Regions from separate parts of the Mus musculus genome. Here all the other regions are linked to region 1. Evidence: chromatin contacts called from public HiChIP or PLAC-seq data. All regions are on one chromosome and are shown on one strand. Each heading gives the region's core, a stretch centred on a gene start, on an enhancer-like site or on the middle of the called end of the contact. The rest is flanking DNA. Distances are from core to core; before and after follow the strand shown.

Region 1 (4,490 bases), core at 1,035-3,534:
GTATCACTGTGTTTTTCTGACTGTTTCTAGGCACCCCTGACCTACTCCATCCTTCCAACCTCTTTCCTAGTGCTGTTACTGCTTCCACATCACACCCAGAAAGCTCTCAGCTCATGTGTGCTCTACAAAGCTCCCACTGCCCAGAGAGGGAGTGTTAGCCTTTATGATTCTCTAGTTCTTCCAAATTTACTGGAATAAATAGTTTGGTACACTGTACTGCACCCCCACAATCCTCTGCCTCACCTTGGATAGAACATTGGCATCAATCATATTTCCATCCTTTTTCTTTGTTCGACCCTCCTTCCAATAAGAGAGAGAGAGAGAGAGAGAGAGAGAGAGAGAGAGAGAGAGAGAGAGAGAGAGATATCTTGGCAACCTGACAACAGAAACAACAGTGAAAAGCAACTTCTAGGGTCTTCTTTTCTCTAGATGGATTTTATTTGGGCACAGTCAGACAGTACATAAAGACGATCAGTCAGTGGTAGGCTACATACTTAAAAGTGTACATATGCAATATCATGACTGAAAATTTCCTGTTGTACTTATGTCAGAGCTACTGTTAAGTCATAGCACAAAGCATTCCTTATATGTTGATGCAGACATGCCTACTGCAGTGCCAGAGCTGAGCATCATCATCATTCTCATTCTCTCTCTCTCTCCCTCCCTCTCTCTCTCTCTCTCTCTCTCTCCCTCTCTTCCTCCCTCCCTCTCGATATGATAGGTGACTATTTATTAGATGTTTTCAATGATATTCTTATTTTAGAGTATATTCTTACTTATTTTAAAAATTGTTAACTGTGAAACATCTCTAGACTGGTCCTTCATACCCTTCAGAAGGTAGCCAGAAGGAGGCCTTATTATAGGTGGGACCAGCTCCATCCACGTTGCTTCTCATCCTCCAGTGGCATGAAAGGTGAACCTGAAGACATCACACTGGTGATCCATGCCTTGGGAGAGCCTTGGATTTTGCAGTTAATGTCTTGGACTTTTAACAATAGCGGAAAATAAATGGCTACATTTTTAAAAATCGTGTAAGTCATAATATGAAGAAAAATATTTTTAGAGTTAATGTGTTTAAGCTGTATTATTAAAACAAATCATGGTTTATTTTTAGTAATAAATAAGGGTTTTGCATGCCTTTAATCCCAGTACTTAGGAGGCAGAGGCAGGCAGATATATGTAAGTCTGAGGCTGTCCTGGTCTACAGAGTAAAAAATTCTAGGATATGACACAGAGAAACCTTGGCTCAAAACAAAACAAAAACAGAAACAAAAACAAAAACAAACGTGTTTTGTAAAGTAACAAGTTAGAATAAACTAAGTTTAATTGACTACTGAAGAGAAATATGAAGTAAGGTTAGTGCAGTCTATTTGTGGCTCAATGGACAGGAATATCCTATCTTCCCATCCACCATCTCACCTCTTCACCCCTCACTCCCTTGGTCATGGCAACTTCCAGGTCTACAAACTCTGTCATCCTAAGTGCCCCACACAGCTGTACCATTTTGTATCTTTCATACTATATTTTTACTGCATCCTTTCTGATTTTAGCTATATTTGGGCATACAGACACAATTGTGATGTAATGGCCTGCAGCCCAGTATTCAGTACAGTAACTCTCTGAAAAGCTTTGCAGCCTGAGTGAGTTCTGGACCATACTGTCCAGGTTTATGTGTGCATAGTCCACATTTGCACAGCGATGGAACTATACAGTGCCACATTTCTTAGAACCCATTACTCTGTCTTTCACTGATTCATGGCTGTGCCCTTAAACTTTTAAGCAGCATATACGGTCCCAAGCCAAAATAATAATGTTTGTTTTTTTTATCAGTTGTTTGAAGTTCTGTATTTAATAGCAGTCTTTGTTCGTTTTCCAGCGTGACAGCATTCAACATCCAGGCAATTAGGTGCATTTTAATTGAATGCAAGTTGAGTTAAATAAAAGTAGTCATAACATTCTTTAATTATACAATGTTGCTTTCAAAATTCTTTTTCCTCAAGATTGAAACTTTCACTTGAGAAAGTTAGTTGAAATTTTGCACAATACAATTCAATTCCGGAGTGATTCACAGCATCTTTCTCGCAACCCCACGAAGTCAATGCCATTTTATTATTCTCTTCTGTTCAAAGATTAAAACTGTGCCTTTTCATTTACATAATCAGCTTGCTCTGATGTCCACAATGCCTCTGAGAGGCCCTGCCAATGAAGAACGCATTGCAAATGACACGGGGCTCTCCGCCAATAGCATTGCCCTTCGCTAGGAGCCGGAATCTAATTTGTCAAAAACCTCAAGCAAGACCCGCACATCAGTCACCAAGCTTGCGCTTCAGGGGCCGGCCGCAGAGCCTCACAGGGCACTGTGTGCATTTTGATTTTTTAGAAGTAAGGTTCTCACAAACGCCCATGACTAAAGCAAATGCCATTTCAAAGGACAATACAAATGCCTCACTTCCTGAGCAGCGAAGAACAGTGATAAAGGAATCCAGCAGTCACTATAAACTGGTTTGGGGACTCATTTGTCTTTTATTTTACTTCTCAAGTCTGTTAAGGTTGATTAAGCAATGACGAAAACCAGCTACGCTACCGGGGCCTTGGTTAGAGCTAAATACAAAAGGAAATTATCTAAAATAAAATCACACACACACACACACACACACACACACACACACACACACACACACACACGTTACTGGGGCCAGCTAGACGACTCGGCAGATAAAGGCGCTGCAAACCCTGACAACCTGAGTTTGATTCCCGCATAGTCGAAGGAAAGAACTAACTCCGGCAAGTTGTTCTCTGACCTCCCTAAACACTCTGTGGCATGCAGTCCCCACATACAAGAAAGAAAGGAAGAAGGAAGGGAGGGAAGGAGGAAGGAAGGAAGGAAGGAAGGAAGGAAGGAAGGAAGGAAGGAAGGGAGGGAGGGAGGGAGGGAGGGAGGGAGGGAAGGAGTTTCTTCATAGGTCTTTGCAATTAATGCTTCCATGCTTTCCATCCATCCATCCCAAAGCAATTGCTGACATATAACTTCACTATAGATTAGTTTTAATTTATTATTAATTTATTATTATTTAAGTAACGTAATCTGACCATTACACTGTAGCCCATACTGACCTAGGACGCAGCATGTAGCCCAGGGTGACCTAGATTTCACCATATAGCTCAGGTAAACGCATCCTCCAGCCTTAGTCTCTTGAATGCTGGGATTGCACATAGGAGACACTACACACAGCCACCAAATTTTAATAGACATATGCTACTCGTTTATGTTTTCCTTTTGGTCTGGTTCCCATTTGTTCATTAAAGTAAGGAGGTTTACGTTGTCTTGGGTTTTCAGGGTTCATTACTTTCTGAGGCTGTGTCATTTCCCTCTGCACAGATACAGCCATTCACTTTTGGATGAACTATTAGGTAATTTCTAGTTTAGGGCTGTCACTATTCCTGACAACAGCAGGATCTATCTCTGGCTGTTTTCTATTGGGTGTCTGCCATATGGTTGGGCCTCACTTTTCTCATGGTTGTATCCACTTGGATAGGTTTTTTTTTTTTTATTTTCCTTTGGGCTCAACAAAAGAAAAAGGCAAACTCACAATTATCAATGCATAATTCCGAATGCTCTTTGATTGACAGGCGATACAGACTAAGAATAAATACAATACACAAGTCTTGAAAACTGTTGAGCAAATGATTAGACATGATTGTTTTTATAATGCCATCTACTCAACAGCTAGAGGATACAAATTGTTTACAAGTGCACATCAAACATTCTCCAAGGACTGTATTCTGAACAACTCTACAAACCTCAACAAATTCCATCAATATTTAATTCATAAGAAGTAAGTTCCCAGACTAAAACGGAATCAAACTAAAGATTAATTAATAGAGAGATGACTGAATGGGAAGTTCCCAGATACTTGGGACCTGCTTTTAAATAACTCATTTTCAGAAGAAGGAATTACACAGGGGTTTAGTACATGTTTTAATTGAATGAGAATGAAACACAGCACATCACAGTTTGTGACATGTAGCTAATTACCCTGAACAATTATCCCTCGGCTGCTTATACTAAAGCTATGAAAGGTTCTACATTGTGAGGTCTCCTCTAAATAATCTAGTAAAAGAATAGCAAGCTCCATCTAAAGAAAGCAGGGAAATGAAATCATAAGAAGGCACAAAGGTCAGTGGCAGAGGAAACGAAAGCAAAACACAAGTCACCAAAGTTAGTGCAGGGGAGTACATAAAGATCCTCCAGTCATTAAAAGGATAATATTCTGTGTGTGTGTGTGTGTGTGTGTGTGTGTGTGTGTGTGTGTGTGTGTGCGCGCGCATGTGTATGTTTGAGTTTTCTTTTATTTTTGAGATTGTATTATAATTACAACCACTTCTTCCTGCTTCCTCACTCCAAACCCTCCCATGTAGTCCTCCTTGCTCTCTTTCAAATCCATTGCCCCTTCTCATTAATTGTTGTTACATGCACATATGTATATACA
Region 2 (4,462 bases), core at 680-3,179, 150 kb after region 1:
GCTGGCACCGCGGTGGCGGCCGCGGCGGCCGCAGCCGCGTCCCCGACGCCCGGCAGGACAGATCGCACGGATCTGCGGAACTCCTCGTTCCTCCACGTGTAGAGCAGCGGGTTGAGCGCCGACAGGGCGCAGCACAGGAGCCAGCTGGCCGCCTGCACGCCCCAGGGCACCGGGAGGGAGAAGCCACTGGCCAGGCTCACCCACACCAGCGGCTGCGTGGCCAGCAGGAAGACGCAGCAGAGCAGCAGCACCGACAAGCCGCTGAGACGCCGCTGCGCCCGGCGAGGCTGCAGAGCGGCCGGCAGGGGTTGAGGCTGCGCGGGATGCGCGGCGCCTCCCGGACCCGGCGCGTGCGGGGCGGCGGGGAAGGCGGCGGCGGCGGCGGCGCAGCCGGGTAGCTGGTGCAGCAGGTGGAAGTTGAGCACGCTGACCCGCTTGACGCTGACGCGCACGCGGCGCACGATGCCCAGGTAGCAGTGCAACAGCAGCGCCGTCTGCGCAAGCAGCGCTCCCGCCGCCAGGAGCGCGGGGTAGTGGACTTGCGGTGGCTCGGCTCCGGGCTTAGGAGCCCAGGGCGGGAGCAGCAGCACCAGACCCAAGGCGAGCGCCCAGGACAGTGCCAGCATGCCCACCGTGTGGCGCCGTTGGTAGAGCACCTGGTAGGTGGCAGGCGCCCTGGTGATGAGCAGGTAGCGGTTCAGCGCCACGAGGCAATGGGACAGAAGGGACACAGTGAGCCCGAGGCCCAACAACCCGCCCCGGAGCAGGCGGTAGCTGCCTCCGCCACCGTCCCAGTCCCCCGGGGGCTCCGCGGAGCCCGAGGGCAGGAGCCCCAGCACCGCCTCCTGTGGCATCCAGAGGGCGCAGACGCTGAGATCCGCGGCGCAGCCATTCACGATGAAGGCGTTGCTGGTGGTCTGCAGCTTTCGGAAGGACGACACGAGATAGATGACCATACCGTTGGCCAGCGTGCCCCCGATGGCCAGGCCCGAGTACAGGAGAGACACCGGGATCCGCCGGCCCGCCCACGATTCTTCTTCCTCGCAGAGCAGCAGCAGCGATCCCCCGGTAGTGGTGGAGGTCGAAGTGGAGGAGGAGTTGGTCATTCTGGCCAACTCTTCACACCTCGCGCCCTAGCGTTGGCTTCGTGTAGCGTGGCCCATCCTGGCACTTGCCTGCTGGGAGGGCAAAAACATTTCTTCAGCCCGCTGTCACCGACACAAAAGGCTGAAGCCGAATAATGGGCTGGAGGAGGGGGAGAAGGGAGGGAGGTGAAAAAGAACAGGAGAACGGGGGTGGCAGATGACAGGTGCCTGCCTCAGAAATGTCTCCGATGACAGAGAAGGTCCGCTTTACACTCAGCAAGCAGCAGGGAAGCCCTAAGGTCATATCCACACCTAGGACAGTTTCCCCAAACACACACACACACACACACACACACACACACACACACACACACACGAGTTGGGAATGTGTGTTGCCAGCCGGAGCTCTCTTTACCGAGAGAAAGTAGATATCTCCTAGCTGGGAAAAACGCCAAAGAGAGGGAGTAGAGGTACCTTGATTTGGGGCCAGTCCTTAGCTGGTGATAGCAGAGGGAGAGATGCCAGGAAATACCTCCTCGGCAGCAGCATCTGTGGTCCAGAAGTCAACAGGAGAAACTGAGCTGGGACCCGTGCCAGGAGCAAGCGCCTTGCTTCTCCCGTGCAGCATCCCCACACATGGTCCCAGGCAGGAGCCAACAGCTGTGGGGAGTCTCCTCAGCTGGCAGTAGAATTGGAGAAAGTCAAGCGGTAGGCTGCAAGCCCAGAAGGGTGGGCAGGCAGGCAGCAGCAGCGAAGATGCCTGGCTACAAGAGCAGAAGAAACTGAGCTGGAGAGGAGCGCACCCTGTGCTCCAAGCAAGAGCGCTGGCTGATGTGGCAAACCCACTTGGAGCCTCTCCTGCTCAGTTATCCATCACCCAGGGAGAAGACAGCCTTTCCCTGCTTCATGAATTATTCAGTAACTGCTAACTTGTAAAAGAGAAAAATACCTTTTTCAGAGAATCCTGTGGTTAACAAATCTCTCTCTCTCTCTCTCTCTCTCTCTCTCTCTCTCTCTCTCTCTCCATTCTGTCTCATTTTTCACTCTGCCTGATTTTTTTTTCTTTCCTTCCTTTTTTTCCTCTCCTTTAAATGTTAGAGTAAAATTTCATCTCCATCTGAATCATCCTGGAGGTAAGACTTCTTTTCTCAGAGATAAATATACCCCAGTACAATTTCAGAGAAAATTACCTTACATTTGAATTGAAATTCAGCCACATACACACACACACACACACACACACACACACACACACCCTTGGCAAAGTGGGACATGAGTAATTAGCTACAGAAAATATGCGAGCCTTAGCTCAAATCATAATTTCAATTCCTTTTCCCATCGCTAGACACCTCTCCTCTTGGCTTGTGTTTCGGCGGGATGAGAGAAGTGTGAGTACCATAGTCAGGCGATCTAAAGATGGAGTCCATCGTCCAGCTAGACAATGGAACACCAGTTAGCAATGAAGAGGAATCATCTGTCAAGACATAAAACACCTAAGGAAACCGGAAATGCTTGTTATTAAGCAAAAGAAGCATCTGAAAAGGCTGCGCACTGCCCAAGCCCAACTGTATTCCATACTGGGAAACGTAAAACTGCAGGGACCACCAGCTGTCGGGAGGGGGGGGGGGGGGGCTAGGGACCGGGAGGTGGAATACAGGGCAGGGAAACTACTCTGGATGGTACTCTGATGGTGGAAAACATCACTGTACGTTTGTCCAAACCTACTAGATAAACACCCAGAGAACCTGTGTGTAAATTATGGGGTCAATGTAAACGTGTCAGGATGCTTCATCGATTGTGACAAATGAGCCAATGTAATGGAAGATATGACAACTGGGAAGTTGTGTGTGTGCTGAGTAGGAACTGTGTGGTGATCCCTCTCCTCCTCCTCCTCCTTCTTCCTCTCTCTCTCTCTCTCTCTCTCTCTCTCTCTCTCTCTCTCTCTCTCTTTCTCTCTGAACCTGCACGGCTTTTGCTAGGCTGGCTGGCCACTGATCTCCAAGAATCTTCTGTTCCTGCTCTCCCAGAGCTGGGATTACTGATATGTGCCACCATGCCTGGCTTTTTATGTGCGCACTTTGGATCTGAACTCAGGACTGATACTTGTTTGTCAGGCACTTTACTGCACCCTGTCCCCAGAACACACTCAGCAACTTTTATTCAGGCCTGCTGTGATTATTAAACTAAAGTTTAAAGCCTATTTTTGAATAGTGGGTGTTGGGGAAAAGCAATTTCCCTGAAGACTCCATAGGATGAATGAGAAGGACCTCTGAGCTTTTCATGATATGGGATGTCATGGAGACTCACACTCAGGACTCAAATCTGCTTTGGTACAAGTGTTGGTTTCCCTGTGCACTTGGGAACTTCTCCCCGAAAGGTACACCCAACACCCCAACAACAACAACCAAAGGTTGTTTACTTACAAATTTAACATAAAAGAGAAGACTGGTGTGTGGAGTTCCAGGTGTCCTGAATTCTAAGAAAGGCATCCTTCAGTTAGCCTTGGCAGATTATTCCTGCCTTGCTAGCAAGAAGCGTCCACTCAGTGATGTCAAAGGCCCTTTCCTTCTGGACTTTTTCTAAATCCCTGTTCACACATTTAACCTGTCTCCTCTCTGGCACTGCTTGGTACAGACCTCCTTCGTTCACATGGAGTGAGGTCCCTGGCCATGAGTCATGAACCTCTCCCAGTCCAACCTTGAGGATTTATTTCAGAAGGGAAAGAGGAATATACCTCCCCTTACTATTCCTTTTCAAATCTGATTTTTTAAAAAATAAATAAATAAAACCAGTCATGTTGATGACTGTGAAGAACTCTGGTGATGCCAGCAAGCAGGCTCTGATGGATTTAACTAGATCAGGCTGGATTTCAGTAGAAAGAGGAAGAACTGAAAGAGAAGCCGTAGTTTGGTCTTTCTGGGGCAAAGGTTCGAATGTCCAGCCTATTGGTAGCCTGGAACGGTTGTCCCATCCTCTCCTACAGTCTTCTGCATTAAAGGCTTGAACACCTCAAACACAGCAGGGTTGCAAGAACCTCCTCCCGGATCAGCTGTAGCGCAAGCATGTCACCACACTTAAAGTTGCATTACCTCCGTCGTAACGGGATTCTGTGTTCAAATTCCAGGGTCTGGGTCTCTGGAATAAGTCGTAAGGACCCATCTCAGGGACTCCTTCCCATGAAGCCTTATTTCTGCCAAAGGCAGAACTCCTTGATTTAGCCTAAGCCTGGAAGGCCAAAGTCTTGTCTGGGTTTTGTTTTGTTTTGTTTTGTTTGTTTGTTTTTTCATTTAGATTCACTTTTGTTTTAGGTCACTGGACTTAAGTAATACAATGTAGAAGGAGTGGTTTTTTGTTTTTTGGTTTTTTTTTTTTGTTTT
Region 3 (4,388 bases), core at 651-3,150, 200 kb after region 1:
CACAGCACATTTTTCTCTCACGCTAGTTGACCCACAGGCTCTTTGAGATCAATGACAAACAAACCTGACCCTGAGGGAGACTCTCACTCCTTGGCCCCACCTAAAGGCAATGAACTATATTTTATTCCAATGTCCTATGCAGATAATAATAATAATAATTATTATTATAAAATAGTGTCCATAGCTTTTAGTTAGATAAAGTAATGACTGGACAACACATTAATAAAAATGGTAGTAGAATATGCTAGCAGGGAGGTTGTTGACTGTGCCATTATGAAAAGAACTCAGATAAAATATAGCACCTTAGGGAATAAAGATGAGAGATTCTAGGAAAAAATGTGGCATAGGAGTTTGAAACAGGGATGAGTGAAAACAGAAGTCACAGGATTGGAAGGCAAATATGGGAAGTGAATTGGTAGCAAATTCAAACAATTTAAATAGAAAAGGTGGATGGGGCACTGGTGCCAAAGTTCTTCTCAGTGTTTGGACGTTGAACCTGTACAACGTCAAAGTTAGGGGAAGACAAAGAAATCTTCACAATAAGTTCCTGAGATCAGAAGGGAGAGTAGATTTCAGAGGTTGGAGCTGTAGCTATCATGGTAGAGCCTGAGCACTTGTTTAGGATATGCAAGGCTCTGGGTTTCGTCCCAGCACCACCAAAGGTAAAGAAAGGCAGGAGGAAGAGGAGAAATGGGAGGAAAGAGGAAGGGACAGGAGAAGGAAGGTGACTTAGTTTGGGTTTGTTTGATCTCACACTGCATTGGCCTGCACCTTTGAGAGTTGGACCTCTTCCCCATCACCAACACCCTGGCCCTTTATTCCAGTCTTCTGTGGGCCCCAACACACCTTCTAAACTAAAGCCAGAAGAGGCACCCCACACTCTGAACCCAGGTGCTGCCACTACTCTCCCGAAAGCCTCTGGTGGCTCTTGGTGGCGTTCCCCTGGGAACACCTCTCCATCCTGAGGGTGGAAGCAAGATACTTGAAAGTAAAGCCTTGGAGATAGAAGATGGGATTCTCAAAGGTGCAGCATTACCTTCTTAGCTGCTCAGCTACCAATTCACAAGGAGTTGGCTGGACATTAGCAGCATCTGCATCTAGGGAACAACATCTCTAAGACACGAGCATCCACTGGCTGGGAGATTGTTGCTGAACTAGAACCCTGGAGGAGCTAAATGAATCACTGAGCTTACTGTGACTCTGAGAGACTTCTCAGAGGTGGAGCTGACCAGGGTCTTGTTTTAAGTCACAAAGAGTGATGTATTAGAACCACAGAGTAGACTAATGGAAAGGTACAATCTGTGAACCAGTGTGCCTATGCTCAAAGAACAACTCAATACATACGACCTATGTGTGACCTCAGGCAGCTGCCTGCCCTTCTCTTCCTCCAATATGTGTATCTTAAAGGGTCTTGCCATATGGCATATCAGGGGTTAGTCCATGTAAGGTGCTTAAAATGGTTCCTGGCACACAGTGGATACTACCTATTTGGTTGTCACCACTAAACTCCTAGTTTAGCTCAAATATTTGTCTTTAAATACAGCTCTTCACATTCTTTCTTCTGGCCACCTTCTCGGCTTCTTATGCCCCTGGATGCCATACCGAATCCTTATTTTGGGCATCGGTTTGCGTTTGAGCATGTGACATCATCGCACCATTTGGATCGGGTCCATCTCACGTGTCTGTTCTCGTCTATTCTTGGGTCTGAAATGCTAAGCTTTCTTTGTTCATTCAAGTAGCATTTACTAAGGCTGTGCAGCCCAGGGATCAAACACCGCGATGGGAATAAGTTAAAAACCTCAGCGTGGGAGAAAAGTTCCCAGCTCTGCAGGAGCATGGGGAGGGGGGTGCAGGGAGAGGGGAGGACACACGCTGCCCCCACGTGGGTGGTGAGTGTTAATTCACAGCACAGAAGGCCAGGTTCCACAAAGGCACAGCCTCAGCTCTGAAAGACTCCTCACAGTTCTGAGTGTGCTGAGAAATTCACCAGAAAGCCCCAGCCTTTCCGGTTACTGTTTTTCTTGTATTTGGATGTTCTAACCCTGTCATTACAGTGCTCCTTAATAAGCAATCACAAGAAAAGTACTGTAGAGCCACAAATCCAAATGGAATTGAGATTCTCTGCTTTCAATTCATTTACAGAAAAGTCCAGAAGTGTTCGTTGTAAAAGGCATCAACTGTGTATGAAGTGGTCCAAAAGCCACAAACAAGCCCCTGTGTAGGACGATGTCATCTATTATGGCACGGGCACAAAGCACAGTCCTGTGTCTGCACACTTGGTCCCCAGCTGGTAAGACTGGTTTGGAAGGATGTGAAAATTTCAGGAGGCAAAGCCTGCCTAGCAGAAGCAGGCTACTGAGAGGGATGGAGGACCCCGGGATTTGAGCTTTAGAGCCCTGCCCATCTTCTAAGCCTTGTTCCTCTGCTTCCAACTGGCTATGACATGAGATAGCTAGCTACCACATGCTCTCACTGCTATGGAAGCACCCAGTGCCATGCCTGCCCTGCAGTGATGGACTCTGCCCCCCTCAAATCGTGAGCCAACATAAGCCCTTCCTTCCTAACGTGATCCTTGCCAGATGAAGTGGCTGTTATCCCATTGTACTCTGGCACCTGAGGGGTTTCAGTTTGGTTTGGTTGTTTGTCTTGATTTCCTTACTCTAACAGTACAAACATTAGCACTCACCAATAGCTAAAATGACATAAAGACTGATGGGCCCTAACAAATTTACATATTTGAATATATTCCCCAGAGTTTCTATGTCGAAGTCCAAACATCCCACAGTGATGGTATTTGGCGGGGGCCTCTTGGTGGAGTGGTTCGATCATGAGATAGCCCTCAGGAGCAGAGGGGCTACCATTCCCTGAGGACACGGGAATGCCCGGCCTAGGATCCAGAAGATAGGTCCCCAGCTCCTTCAGCAGTCTCTATCCTGTGTCCTAGAGTGAAGCTCTCCCTCTCCTCGACAAGCTCTCATGTCTTTCTGACTAGAAGAAGCCTCTGGAGGGTAGCAAGCATTGGCTTGAGACACCTCTGTATGCCATCCATGGGGCTCCTGCGGGGCAAATTTCCGCAAGACTCTGGTCTGGGTCGATGGATATCCAGCTAAGGTAATGTAGATCTACACTTGTTGCTTAAATATTTCCCCAGGCTCTTTCTTTTCTGCATGGGTGTGAGGATGCACATGTGCACTGCATGTGTGTGCGTGCCTGTGCATGTATATGGGTGGGTACATGCATATACATACACATGTGTATAAATGTGATATGTTCCAGATTGCCATCAAGTGTCCTCCTTGATTACTCTCCACTTTAATGGCTGAGGAAGGGTCTCTTACTTCGACTCTGGCTAGCCAGCTTGCCCTGGGGATCCCCTGCCATGGCCTCTCCTATTCTGAGATTATAGGCAGCTACCACACTTGCCCAGTTTTTCCTTGGTCTCTGCGGGAATTAACTCCGGTTCTCACACTATCAAGACAACAGCTTTATCCACTGGCCTGTCTCCCCAGCCCTCTTTTACCTCTTTAGGAATATAAAAACATAACCCAAGTCCTTAGCTTTATTTCAGACACGATGTTACACAAAGAGCTGAACTAGGGTCAGGCGTGATGGCTTGTGACTGCAATCCCAGCATTTAGGTGACTGAGGCAGGTGGATCATCATGACTTTCAAGGTTAGCCTGGGCTACAGGCCCTTTCTTGGGGCCTAGGGGAGGAAGAGTCACCTAAACTAAGCATTGGATGCCCAGTTCTGAAAGTGAGTCTGCTATTAAATAATTCAAGACCCCTGGGCACATCCCATTTTGGATCTCTCATTTCTTATCCACAGAGGAGAACTAGAACAAATGACACTAGCACAGTAGCTTCCAGCTCCCCAAATGCTCAGACTCCGAATCCATCGTAAGTCATTTCCTGCTACTTCAGAGAAAGCAGAGAACAATAGGAAAAAAAAAAAAAAAAAGCATGAGTTTGGGATCAGACAAATCGCATCATGCTCTAAAACTGAAGTCAGCCCATCTCTGAAACACCCTCAGCACCATATAGAGATACTATCTAATTCACTGGGTGGGAGTGCAGATTAAATCAGCCGCAAGAGAATGATGATTTGAGTGGTTTGTTTGGAGAAGAGTCTGGGTAAAACAAGTTGTCCTAACTCTGCTTTCCCCGCTGCACTCTTTAAAGGCTTTCAAAGGACCACTTGTGCTAGGAACAGCCTCTACAAACGCAGCATCCAACTTTTTCTTCTTGGTACCTATTTCTGGTTTCAAAGGGAAGCTTTACTTTTCTGTTGCCTTTCTATAAATAGTCCTTGCACTCTTTCTAAGCGTGCTCCTTAAATTATGACCTCATTGCTGCCTTTACAAGGACAGTGGACTGGTTTCCTTACTC

What was found. HiChIP or PLAC-seq counts read pairs in DNA pulled down with a chosen protein or histone mark.
Region 2: an H3K4me3 HiChIP or PLAC-seq map of forebrain shows a contact between it and region 1, with 2.8 times the contacts expected there. The contact joins the promoter of Gpr88 here to the enhancer-like site in region 1. A contact is called at or near these places in 1 of 39 promoter capture datasets (macrophages), 1 of 15 datasets of contacts at CTCF or cohesin (the NIH/3T3 cell line), 3 of 484 Hi-C or Micro-C datasets (bone marrow-derived macrophages, embryonic stem cells and muscle stem cells), 8 of 115 datasets of contacts at active chromatin or transcription factors (the NIH/3T3 cell line, cardiomyocytes, craniofacial prominence and 5 more) and 5 of 9 other capture datasets (adipose tissue, embryonic stem cells, liver and 2 more).
Region 3: a contact with region 1 is called in an H3K4me3 HiChIP or PLAC-seq map of forebrain, with 4 times the contacts expected there. The contact joins two enhancer-like sites. A contact is called at or near these places in 1 of 15 datasets of contacts at CTCF or cohesin (the NIH/3T3 cell line), 4 of 484 Hi-C or Micro-C datasets (bone marrow-derived macrophages, embryonic fibroblasts and nephron progenitors), 4 of 115 datasets of contacts at active chromatin or transcription factors (the NIH/3T3 cell line, embryonic fibroblasts, extraembryonic endoderm stem cells and 1 more) and 3 of 9 other capture datasets (adipose tissue, liver and pancreatic islet).

The regions. Positions count from the first base shown.
Region 1 is chr3:116,102,772-116,107,261 of GRCm38.p6, forward strand. No RefSeq gene overlaps it. Among named protein-coding and RNA genes, the nearest start is that of Gm31384, 11 kb to the left of the region's middle. Within about 2 kb of position 2,285, at least 79 of the 459 cell types and tissues checked have an H3K27ac peak or open chromatin away from gene starts, as enhancers often do. A contact at or near this core is called in craniofacial prominence, forebrain and neural tube, where this site is marked.
Region 2 is chr3:116,251,555-116,256,016 of GRCm38.p6, forward strand. Gpr88 (G-protein coupled receptor 88) reads right to left here and starts at 1,930. Exons shown (of 2, transcript NM_022427.2): 1 at 1,560-1,930; 2 at 1-1,178. The coding sequence starts at 1,106.
Region 3 is chr3:116,303,316-116,307,703 of GRCm38.p6, forward strand. All of the region lies in intron 11 of Cdc14a (CDC14 cell division cycle 14A), which reads right to left. Among named protein-coding and RNA genes, the nearest start is that of Gm46839, 48 kb to the left of the region's middle. Within about 2 kb of position 1,901, at least 19 of the 459 cell types and tissues checked have an H3K27ac peak or open chromatin away from gene starts, as enhancers often do. A contact at or near this core is called in forebrain, where this site is marked.